2 separate regions of the Sus scrofa genome follow, and region 2 is linked to region 1. Evidence: chromatin contacts called from public Hi-C data. All regions are on one chromosome and are shown on one strand. Each heading gives the region's core, a stretch centred on a gene start, on an enhancer-like site or on the middle of the called end of the contact. The rest is flanking DNA. Distances are from core to core; before and after follow the strand shown. Region 1 overlaps LOC106510404 (a long non-coding RNA gene). Region 2 overlaps GNPTAB (N-acetylglucosamine-1-phosphotransferase subunits alpha/beta).

What was found. Hi-C and Micro-C count contacts between places; a contact is called where the count stands out from the background.
Region 2: a Hi-C map of embryonic fibroblasts shows a contact between it and region 1, with 2.7 times the contacts expected there. The contact joins two enhancer-like sites. A contact is called at or near these places in 7 of 47 Hi-C or Micro-C datasets (brain, embryonic fibroblasts, epiblast stem cells and 4 more) and 2 of 2 datasets of contacts at active chromatin or transcription factors (alveolar macrophages and skeletal muscle).

What each region holds. Positions count from the first base shown.
Region 1 is chr5:81,547,883-81,553,466 of Sscrofa11.1, reverse strand. It overlaps LOC106510404 (a long non-coding RNA gene), which reads right to left. Exons shown (of 6, transcript XR_002344191.1): 4 at 4,597-5,175; 5 at 3,105-3,203; 6 at 117-2,244. Among named protein-coding and RNA genes, the nearest start is that of PAH, 170 kb to the right of the region's middle. Within about 2 kb of position 3,051, at least 1 of the 83 cell types and tissues checked has an H3K27ac peak or open chromatin away from gene starts, as enhancers often do. A contact at or near this core is called in embryonic fibroblasts, where this site is marked.
Region 2 is chr5:82,285,329-82,290,912 of Sscrofa11.1, reverse strand. GNPTAB (N-acetylglucosamine-1-phosphotransferase subunits alpha/beta) reads right to left here. Exons shown (of 28, transcript XM_021092670.1): 4 at 5,198-5,584. Among named protein-coding and RNA genes, the nearest start is that of GNPTAB, 23 kb to the right of the region's middle. Within about 2 kb of position 2,057, at least 9 of the 83 cell types and tissues checked have an H3K27ac peak or open chromatin away from gene starts, as enhancers often do. A contact at or near this core is called in embryonic fibroblasts, where this site is marked.

The sequences.
Region 1 (5,584 bases), core at 1,802-4,301:
CCCATCTGAACTTCCTTGCTTCTCTTTCCCACCCCGGGCCTGGTGCATGAGGGAGGGGAGATGAGAGACGGATGGGAGCCTCTCGATTTCCTGTTTGCAGGCCACACCTCAAGGACTGTGGGAGAAAATGTGGATTTTATTGAAAAATACAAAATTTGAAGTGGAAGAGGAAATGAGGGCATCTAATAATAGTAATGAGATTTCGAATCTGTTCCACCTTCCACGCAGCACAAAGAGTCTCAAGAAGCGAGCTCTCATTTCCCTCGCACAAATGATTCTGTCCAGGCCCTGGCCCACCTCCCACATCCACGGCTCTTTTGGGGCTGTGCCTCCTGCTGGGTGACTCCACCTAGATTCTCAATTAAGAGCGGAACATTTTCTTCATTTGCACCACACAGAGGGCTGATATTATGTGCAGCACATCTGCGAATCTTAAGTGTGGGCCTCATGCAGTGCCACTCTCCCACCCATCAATCTCTGTGTGGACTTAGGTCCACTGGAAGTTCCTTTTGCAGGTGACCGTGAGGCCGAGGACATGTTGTCCTTTCAAGCAGAAAACCAAGACTCCCTTTCCGCTGGGAAGGAGTCCACGATTTTAGAGCAGGAGCTCAGGAGCCTGTCGCTTGTCTGCTTTTTCCTCCTGCAGCGCTCCAGTGTGGGTGACTGGCAGCAATCTCAGGCTCTCAGAGTTGGCAGGTGTCCTGAGCACCCATCCAGGGGTGAGATCCCGCCTCAGCTGGTGCAGTGCAGCAGCCCATGGTTCCCCCTCTCTGCAGCAAGGAGGGGACGATGGCTTTGGCATCAGTCTTTCACTCCATCTTCCAACAACTTTGGTCAGATGAATTTGCTGCTCAGACCCCTAGATGCCCAGCTGAAAGGAATGGCCAAAAAAGAAAATGAATGAAAAATTGGCACTTCTGTGAGATAGATAGATTGTAATGTGGGGATTAAAGATCACATTTGAGGAAAAATGACTGAATCGCCTGGGGAAAAGTTTGTGATTATGACATACCATTAAGTAAAAAGAGCCAGTTATAAGGGAATATGTATAGTACAGTCCAGACAGATAGACAGACAGACAGACAGACGGCTGACTGAGCGGGTGAGTGAGAAGAGCATGAGGAATGACAAGTGCTTCAGAACACCTGACTCCACCCTGGGGAACTGTGCTTCTGTAGCCTTCCATTTTGTCTGATACGCTCTGGAAAGACCAGTAGACAGAGCATACTTCCAGAAGGAAAGCACTTTTTCTATTACTCAAACACAGAAATGCAGAGAATTTGGGAGATAATCAACACCCCTCTTCGCTTCCAGTCCATTCACTGAGCTAACGATGGTCCCTGGGAGTCAGCCCTTCTTCTTCTGATCCCCTTCCCCTGGCCTCGCCCCCTCTCTCCATGGTGTTTCCAGCCTCTCGCACGTTTCTGCAGCATCCCAGCTCCAGCCGGGCATGAGCAGAGCCTCACAATCCTCCACAGGAACAGGCCTGGGGCTTCTAGAAGTTTCAGAGTGGGGCATTGTTGAAATGAACTCTTGCTCATATTCAGTCCATCACATATAATTTAATGTATTATTTACAATGTAAAGAATACCCTGTCAGGGGTATGGGGAACAGAAAACCTCGTTAGTTTACATTGACTTGCCATGTAATTAGGCAGCTGTACTGGTAAAAGTATTCACCTAGAAGAGAAAATAGCCAGTTTTGGTGGAAGGCTCTTGAGTTACCCAGTGAGAATCATGGTTAGTCTCGAACGTTGATTTTTCTGTCTTAAAGTCTCTCTCTCTTTCTCTCAACCAATCAATTCTCTATACTCTTTTATCTCCTGGAAAAAAAAAAATTTCACCACAGCCACTATTTGCATTTCTTCTTCGAGACCTTTGATGCATGAATGCTTCTTGTGTGCAAGCTGGAGCTATGGGGTTTCTGATTCAGGTCAGAGTTACTGAAGCCGAAAAAAAATACGAAAGACAAGAATATGAAAAATTAAAGGTACCGTGAGGTGCTCTCTAGGTTAGGTCAAAGGATGCCTGTTAGGGAGTAGGGCATATCAAATGGATAGCTAGGATGAGGGCTGACCCTAGGAGGGCTGGAGAGACTTGACCTGGTTCTGGAGCCTGCTGGAAAGGCAACCATAGCGCCGGGGCCACAGGGCTGCGCCTCCTGCTCCTCTGCCATTATCTTGTCCCAGCTTCTGTTCCTGGCTTATTTCCCTCTCTCCTTCTTAGGTGGGGTGCTCAGCTGTTCTGGACAACAGAATGGGAAGTGGCTTAGATGCCCTGAAGCCTTGCTTTTGTGGTTCTGATACAGAGCATTAGACCTAATTGAATTTGAAAATAATATAGTAAGATGAAAGGAAATCCCACTTGAGCTCCTCATTTTAAAAAGAGTTAAAAAAAATGATGCGCGCCCAAGACCTGAACCTCAAAGAAGGCCCTCTGGTCCATGGAGGCAGACGGGGCCAGATGTTTTTCCCATCTGTGTTGTCCCTTCTGGCATGGAGGCTGCATGAGGGAGGGAGGCACAGAGCAGCAGAGCAGGCCAGCTTGCTGATGCTGCCCTCTTATTTAGCTCATGGAAATTTCATAGCGTCTAAGGTCTAGCTTTCCCCCTGGATTTGAGGGGAAACCACCTATAGCCCACTTGAACTAGTTTCATGGAAGGAACTTCGATACTGTGCAAAACTTCACCCAAGATTAATTGAACTTGACATCCTGAACGTCCTTTGCATGATGTACTAAGGTAGTATTTTTGAAAATGTCAGTATCTGATCCTTGGTGTGTTTTTTAGATGTCTAAAGTATTCCCAGTTCTCAAATTCCCTTTAAGAGCCTGGAATGCAATACATCTCCGAGTTTTCTTTATTTCGGACGAATCACCACCTCGCTATAGCAAAGCTAAATGTACTCCACATCAACAATTCATCACAGTCATAATTAAAAAAATCCTGAAGGGTATCCAGAGTGGCTGCCTCTGTTCAACACAAACCATTCCCTACTTTACGGGAAGTCAGGATCATGGGCCAGCTTTACATTAAATGGAAAGTGGACGCTACCATCTTGTGGACAAAATATATATAACACTGAAATCTGCTCGGGACTGCTTACCTTTCTTGGCATTACAGCGACCACCTCTCTCGTTCTGGATTCCCCCCAGGCCGTCATGATGACCGTCCCTTGCAGGTTGGAACTTCGGCCTTAAGTGGTCTTTGTCACCAGCATGAAGAAATGGGAGTTTACTGAGAAAATCGTGGAACACCAATGCCAGAGACCTGTGTCCTCATGTAACATTTTGACTCTGGCTTCTAGTTTTCATTTTTCCAATTGCAAATTGGCCCTGGTCGCCTCGTATGAGACACCTAAGTTTCTGGGTGGTATTGACTGGGTTAGGTTTACACAGTATCCTGTGGAGTTGAATGTTTTAATACCAAGATGAATCAGTTTATTAATTGGTTATTTTCTATTGAATGTGCAGATTGGTTAATTTTCTCCTGAATTATTTTTACACACACACACACACTAACTCCACACGCAGATACACACATTTCCCACTGGCCATGGTCCTAGAGGAATGACCTTCTAGAACGTGGAAACATGAAAAGTGTCATCACAGCTGAATAAAGAGGAAGACACAGAACCCCAGCATCCTAGGGTGGACAAGGACCTCCAAGTTCATCAAACCCAATCCCTTTTCTAATGTCTGCATCGCTTGTACAATATCCAGCCATTCTTTGAACCTCTCCTTCTAGAATATAAGAAGGTACTGGCAGTGGTAACCTCATGTGTAAAAGACAGGGAACCAGGTTTCTAGTACACATTTCCATGGATACATTTTTTTTTTGTTACTACACAGAGAGATGATTGAAATTAAGCTAGGCTCTAGAGAATCTCTGTGGAAGAGCCTATAAATATCAGTCTCTTTTCCCTGATGTAGAGGTCGTGGTCTGTTTATAGTATGCTACATGGCTGTTGCCCACTGGAGCCTTAAAAGATCTAAAGTTAGAACTTTCCAGTGTTAAAGTTCTTTCATCTCTCAGGGAAGCACGATATCTACCATAAGCTGAAGATGTTTTATTCCATCAGTTCTTTCTTTAAGCCGCACATCTAAGGGATAGCTGCGTGTGTGTGGTCCATATATTTTTCTTACCCAGGAAACTCATGACTTGCACGTTGGTCATAGAGCAAGGCACCACTTAAGAAAGCATCATTATGTTTATTTTGGGGGGGAGCACATAATATAACCAGTCTTTCATTGTTTTCCTGGCTGTGTAAAAGGAAATAATTTCATATCTTCTCCGTCTCCCACAGAGAAATTGCAGAGATTGTGGTAGCACCATCCCTCCTTAGTCTCACTAATCTTAGGGTTTCTCTCTCGATGGCAATTTTGCTCTAGAGAGGGGAGCCTAATTCGAAAGAAATAGCTTCGCCTTCACTTTACTGTCGTTGTTGAAGCACTAAGTTTCTGGAGATAGAAAAGCTCGGAAACCACCACAACAATGACAAAAACAGTGACAAAGACAGGCAGGGCCTGAGCAGGGATCTGTTGTCAGTACTGGCTCTAGGAAGGACACGTGAGAATTGGAAATTTTACTTCCCATACTTGAGTTCCAGGCCTTCCCGATCCATTTCACTTGTCTTCGCATTTTTTATTTTCTTGATCTCCCTCCTCCAGGGTCTTTGGTTTGTTTGGTTGTTTATTTTCACTCCATCCCGTGGTCAAAAGTATAACTGTAGTCTCTGAAGGGAGGTAAATTCTTTAAAAGGTCCAAGGAAGCTCTGAAAAGAAAGCTAAAATAGAAACTGTGCCTTGGTTAGCTGTGAAACCACCAGTGCTAACGTACCTTAAAATTAGTAAGAAAATGTCCCAAATCTGATAAGAAGGAACTTCCTGTTTTGTACTGTTTTCCACAATTTAGACATGGTGTTTTCAGTTTCCAGATATTTTTATGTGAACAATGGATTAATACTACTTTATCAGAAACATTTCACGGCTCTTCTTATGCTTCAGGCACTGCTGCATTCTTACCTATAGTTTTGGGATAACTTAAGTTACTCTGGTTTCCAGTCGAAGTTATCTCCAAATTAATAAAGGAACTCGATGGGAAAACAAGTCTCAATGTCCAGAAGGTCACTGGACAGTCAGCTCTTTATGCTCTTCTTCATTCTGTATTTGAAAACTCTGTGTAATAGACACAAAAGATAATCTGAGAGCTAAAGGCATTATATAAATTCCAAACAAGCTCAAGGATGGGACGAATGACATTGTTTATTGAATGTCTGTGATTTAACAGGTAGTCTGCCAAGAGTTCCATTTATAGAAAAAGTCTTCTCCATCTCCATCTCAAGCTCGGTGTCTGTAAACGGCTTGCCCAAGTCACAGAGTTAGAAGTATGACCTGGACACGTAGAGCCCACACCCTGCTTAGGCCATGCATGTGGTGCCTGCATAAAGATGGAAGTGTGGCCTGGGTGAGTTTCGATAGAAGAGTACATTTCATAATGCATGCCATCCACCTAGAGCATTTCCAGTGACCATTTGGCTCTGTAGGATTGGCTCTCGGGAGGGAAGTTGAAGTTGGCGATCATAGA
Region 2 (5,584 bases), core at 808-3,307, 740 kb before region 1:
GAGAGGTTTAGATTGGGAGCTCCTTGAGGGCAGTCTGTGCCTTATCCTTTTATCTTTGTAACTCCAGCTTTTACCAGGCTGCCTCCTGGTACACAGTAGGTGCTTAATAAATACTCACTAAATGCATGAATGAAGGAGTGAGCAAATGAAGGCATGACTAGGGATATTCGTAGTGTTGCACAATGCCATTTACTCGAGTTTACTAATTAAGTGATAAATAGTCTGTATCGCTTGTCATACTGACTCTTTTGCTGTGTGTGCTGTAAACGTTTCAGCTGTGTGGGCTTCTGCATTGTATGACAACTCTCTTCAACCTGGACAGTTACCACAGAAATTGTCACACGGGCTAGACAAACAGTACACCTGGATTGGCAAACTGAGAAGGCCAAAAATCACTCCAGACAATCATGTTCTGCTGAAATCGCTAAAGCTGGTCTTATCCATATTTTGATATTATTTCTAATTTCCATGAACTTGCATTTCCTTGGACCTTATGGCTGAAAGACTAAAATAAAATGAAATATTTCTTTATTTTAGTAATCTGTGTCTCTGTTAAATTATGTCAACTGGGTGCTACTATGAAGTGTATTTATCCAGGAAAGGATTCTTGCTCCACTTTGACTCTGTATAGGTAGAATTTAAACCTTATGTTTTCTATCTTTTTGCTTTTGTGTGTGTGTGTGTGTGTGTGTGTGTGTGTGTGCTGCATTCAGAAGTTCCTATTCTTGGTCCAGAGATTGAACCTGTACCACAGCAGCAGTGGCCCAAGCCACAGCAGTGATGACGCCTGGATCCTTAACCTGATGCGCACCAGGGAGGTTTTGGTTTTTCTGTTTTGCCTTTTTTGCTTTTTAGAAGTGCACCTGTGGCATATGGAAGTTCCCAGGCTAGGGGTTACATCAGAGCTGTAGCTGCTGGCCTACACCACAGCCACAGCAAGGCCAGATCTGAGCCTCGTCTGCGACCTACACCACAGCTCACAGCAACGCCAGATACTTAAGCCACAGGGCGAGGCCAGGGATGGAACCCACAACCTCATGGATCCTAGTTGGGTTTGTTGACCACCATGAAGGGAACTCCCAGGGAGTTTCTTAATTCATGTAGCTCAGTAGTTCCAACCAAAGCCCTCCAGTTGAAACTCACTGTCACTGGTTAGCTAGCTTGGGCTACATGCCTATCCTGTAGCCCAGAGAGGTGTGTTGCTCTGATTGGTCAGACCAGCATCACAGGTCCACCTCTGGAGCACTGAGGGGTCAACTCTGCCCAAACTACTGGGCTGATAGTGCACAAAAGTTGTTTCTTAGAAGAAAAGGATGGAAACAGAATCGTGCACAGACTCCAAGCTACAGATTCCACTATAGAATTAAAGTGCCCCACAGGTCAGAAAAGCCAACCCAACCTTATTGAGAGTAAACCAGATTTTACCTGTTGCCAACTTTTTCAGGTTAAAAAAAAAAAGTAAATGTAAGCCATGTAGCTAATCAGTGTGCCTTCATCTAACTTTGAAGTTATATTTTTCCAAGGTTTTTCTTGTCTCATTTCATGCCCGCGAGGTTGGTCAGGCAATTCACTGTCATATGTATTCAGATGAGGAGACGAAGGCAGGGAAAGAGAGGGTCAATGACTGTTAAGAAGTTCTACCGCTGGATGGCAAGAGATCGCTGCCTAGGACTCTTACTTTTTTGATTTCTAATCAAGTGCGTCTTTCTTCTTTTCTTTTTTTTCCCCAAACACTAACAGAGGATTCCACAGAAATTGCATTTCATAAACCAAATTAAGTACATCAATGTTGTTCTGTGTTTGGGTTTCCTAACATCCCTTACATGTGGCGTGGTCCCATGTTCTCATCTTTTACTCAGTTGCAGACACACTGGTCTGGTGTTTGGGCCTGGAATGAGGAAGGGGGAGTAGGAGGGAGATAAGTGGTCTCTATTCTCTCCCACTCCCTGATTCTGGCAAGCCGGTAAGCCCAGCCGTCTCCCCACACACATACTCTTGGTCTGGCTCTGAATGCCCCGCATTCTCAAGGCCAGAATGTCATGCATCTGCGTCCTGTCTGTTGCACAAGAGAGCAACCACAGCCTCAAACCCTGGAGGAGAAGCTTCTGACGTTCCTGGGTCACCCCCAGCAGATTCATCTTCTAAAATGAAGAGCAGCAGGATGCCAAACACATTGGGGGTGGCAGTGACCTCCAAAACCGATGCTTGCAAAATGTCGAAGGGGCTCCCAGCCATCTCCACTATGGTATGGGCCAGGGTGCTATGAGATGATGCCTGGTAACCCTTTGGCCTAGGCAATCCCTCAGCGATGAGCAGAGTCTTCCATTCCCACAGCTGGCTTCACCTCTGGACCCTTCAGTTACGTGAGTTTCTTTTTAATTTAGGGAAACTTGAGCTGGATTTCTCGTGCTTACTCCTGTAAGAGCCCTGACTTATGCAGATACCCAAGCGTTTTCCTAATATGCCAATACAGTAAACTACTGTTATCTGGACTCTGTGTTGGGGTGGAAAGATAATTTCTAGATAAGTGGGGAGTCACCTGTTCCCACTCACAGCTGTTACTCTCTGAACCATGTTTTCTTATTTTAAAAATTTTGAATCAGTAATATATTGATGTGATGCAAAAATCAAAACAATATGAAAAGGTACTCAGTGAAAACCTTTGTACTTTCCTCAAGCAACATGTACTCATTTCACCTCTCTTCTGACAGATGGCTCCTTTCAGTGAAAATATAAGCAGAAACATACATTTTAAAATATTTCCCCTTTAACTTGTACTCCAAATGTAGCATACCTTGCCAACAGTTTTGAGCCTGCCTTTTTTTGACTAAGCAATGTATCTCGGAGATGTTTCCATATCAGTAGAGAGAGCTGCTTCCGTTTTTAGTTGTTTTACCCCTGTACAGAATTCCATTGTATGGCTGTGCCATTCTTTAACAAGTCCCCATTTGATGACCAGTCGTGCTTTCCAAACTTTGCAATTACAAGTGCAGGACCTTGTAATCCAGCATTTCTCACAGGTGCAAGGAAATCTGTGGGAGAACTCCCCTCAGTGGGAATGCTGGGAGAAACGGAGACTGTGTGTGTGATTTGACAAATACTATCATCTTGCCTTTGGAAACTTTTTACTTGAGAATTTTTTGTTGGAAAACCTTTCCAGCTATTTCACACTTCCGTCTAAACTGAGAATGCTATGGTAAGTTCACCTTTCCTGGGCAACTCATTGGTTCATCGTGTGGATTCTGCAGTACAGGTGTGGAACTGAGGTCAGCCGACTGTCACTGCTGTTGTACAAACCCCTCCACGCTGCCCCCTGGGGCAGGGAGGGCGAGGCTGTTTGCTCCCCTCTCCGCAGACGGCGGAACCCCACTGTCTTCTACCTCCTCCCCTCTAGCACCCACTCTCCCCCTTTCACGGTCAAGAGCGTCTCTGTCTCCCTTGGGTTCTTCACTGCGGTCCTGCCTCTGTGTCCGCCTCTTCTGATCTCATCCCTTTTCTGACCACTTTCTCTTTTGATATCTCTTTGAAGGGCTGCCACTTCACTCACACTTCCTTATCTTCTGAGAACATTTTGCTTTTACAGACATCGATCATCAACCACAATATTCCCTTTCCTCTTTCTGGTAAATTAACCCATCACAGAACCCGGGGGAATCCACGGGCCTTTTAGTCTTTTCTGGCCTTGTAGCTTGGTGGTCAGTGGTTAATGACCCAATGAGTGGGGATACCAGTGATGCAGGGGCCAGAGAGAGAGAGACAGATTCTTAAGCTATACGAAACTTAAAAAAAAAAACTTACCTAAAAATAATAGGCTTTAATTTTGCCTAAATGTACCTTTTATGCCATTTTTCAAAATTAAGCTGTACCTTTTTTTTGTCTTCCCAGGGCCACACCCGTGGCATATGGAGATTCCCAGGCTAGGGGTCCAATCAGAGCTGTAGCCGCCGGCCTAGCCCACAGCCACAGCAACGCGGGATCCGAGCCGCGTCTGCGGCCCACACCACAGCTCACGGCAATGCCGGATCCTTAACCCACTGGGCAAGGCCAGGGATCGAACCCACTTCCTCATGCATGCTAATAAGATTTGCTAACCACTAAGCCATGACGGGAACTCCTAAGCTGTACTTTTTAGAGTACTTTTGGTTCACAGCAAAACTGAGCACAATGCAGAGTTCCAGTATACCCACTATGGCTCACAGGCACAGCCTCCCTATCTGCCCATCCCCCACCAGAGTGGAACATGGATTTTAACCTCCATTGCTACACCATCATCACCCACAGTCCATAGTATACCTTAGGGTTCACTCTTGGTATGGTGCACATTCCATGAGTGTTTTTTTCGTTTGCTTGATTTTTGGGGGGTTTTTTGGCCACACTCACAGCATGTAGAAGTTCCCCAGCCAGGGATCGAACCTGTGTCACAGCAGCAACCCAAACCACTGCAGTGGCAATGCCAGATTCTTAACTCACTGGGCCATAGAAGAACTCCTCCATGAGTTTTGACAAATGTATAATGGCACATATCCACTCTTGTAGTATCATATAGAATAATTTCACTGTCCACAAAAATCCTTTTGTCATTTTCAATAAGACAAAATGGGGATTACCTATGGTGAGGCAACACACATTTTTTTTTTTCAAAACCACATATTCAGTTTTGTTAAACCATGAACACTTCTTTACCTGCTTGCATTAACACTGATTTTTTTTTTTTTTTGTCTTTTTGCCTTTTTTAGGGCTGCTCCCTCGGCATAATGAGGTTCCCAGGCTAGGGGGTTGAATCGGAGCTGTAGCCACCGGCCTACGCCAGAGCCACAGCAACTCGGGATCCGAGCCGAGTCTGCGACCTACACCACAGCTCATGGCAACGCCTGATCCTTAACCCACTGAGCGAGGCCAGGGATTGAACCCTAAACCTCATGGTTCCTAATCAGATTCGTTAACCACTGAGACATGACGGGAACTCCTGTTAACACTGATTGAGCATCCAACCATATCAAAGACTATGAGAAGGTAATTTCCTTATAATTGGTCACATTTTACTACTGGGGAAATTAAGGTGCAATTGGGTTGTCACCAGGTTAGGTACCAAATGATAGGTGTTGAACCAAACCCAAGGCTGTGACTTTTACAGTCAACCTTTCCTCTAGGACTGTGTGATTATCAACCATTACCACATGAGTATGAATTAACTTACCAGCTCTTGTAGGATCATATAAGGCCCTGAGGAATGAAGTCCCTAAACTGGTGAGTTTAGGAAAATGTCTGTTTTGTTGCTTCAAGAGTGAATCCTGGTTGAGCTTTGTGCATTCAGACTTGGAGGCCAGCGGGTAGGTAGTAGGAATCAGAAGTAGAAGCAGAAGGGTTTATGTGCCACTCCAACCTTTGGTAGGAGTTTGAGATGAGCTTTCCCACAGCCATGCATGACTCCTGAAGAACCCCAATATGGCCAAAGATTCCTGAACTCTTACTCTCATTTGCTTCTGGCTGGTGCAGTAAGATGGACTTGGGGTCAGAAACATCTGCTCTCTACTTGCCAAGGAGTCAGTCATGGTGGGACACAGAGGAGACACCACTTAGGCTA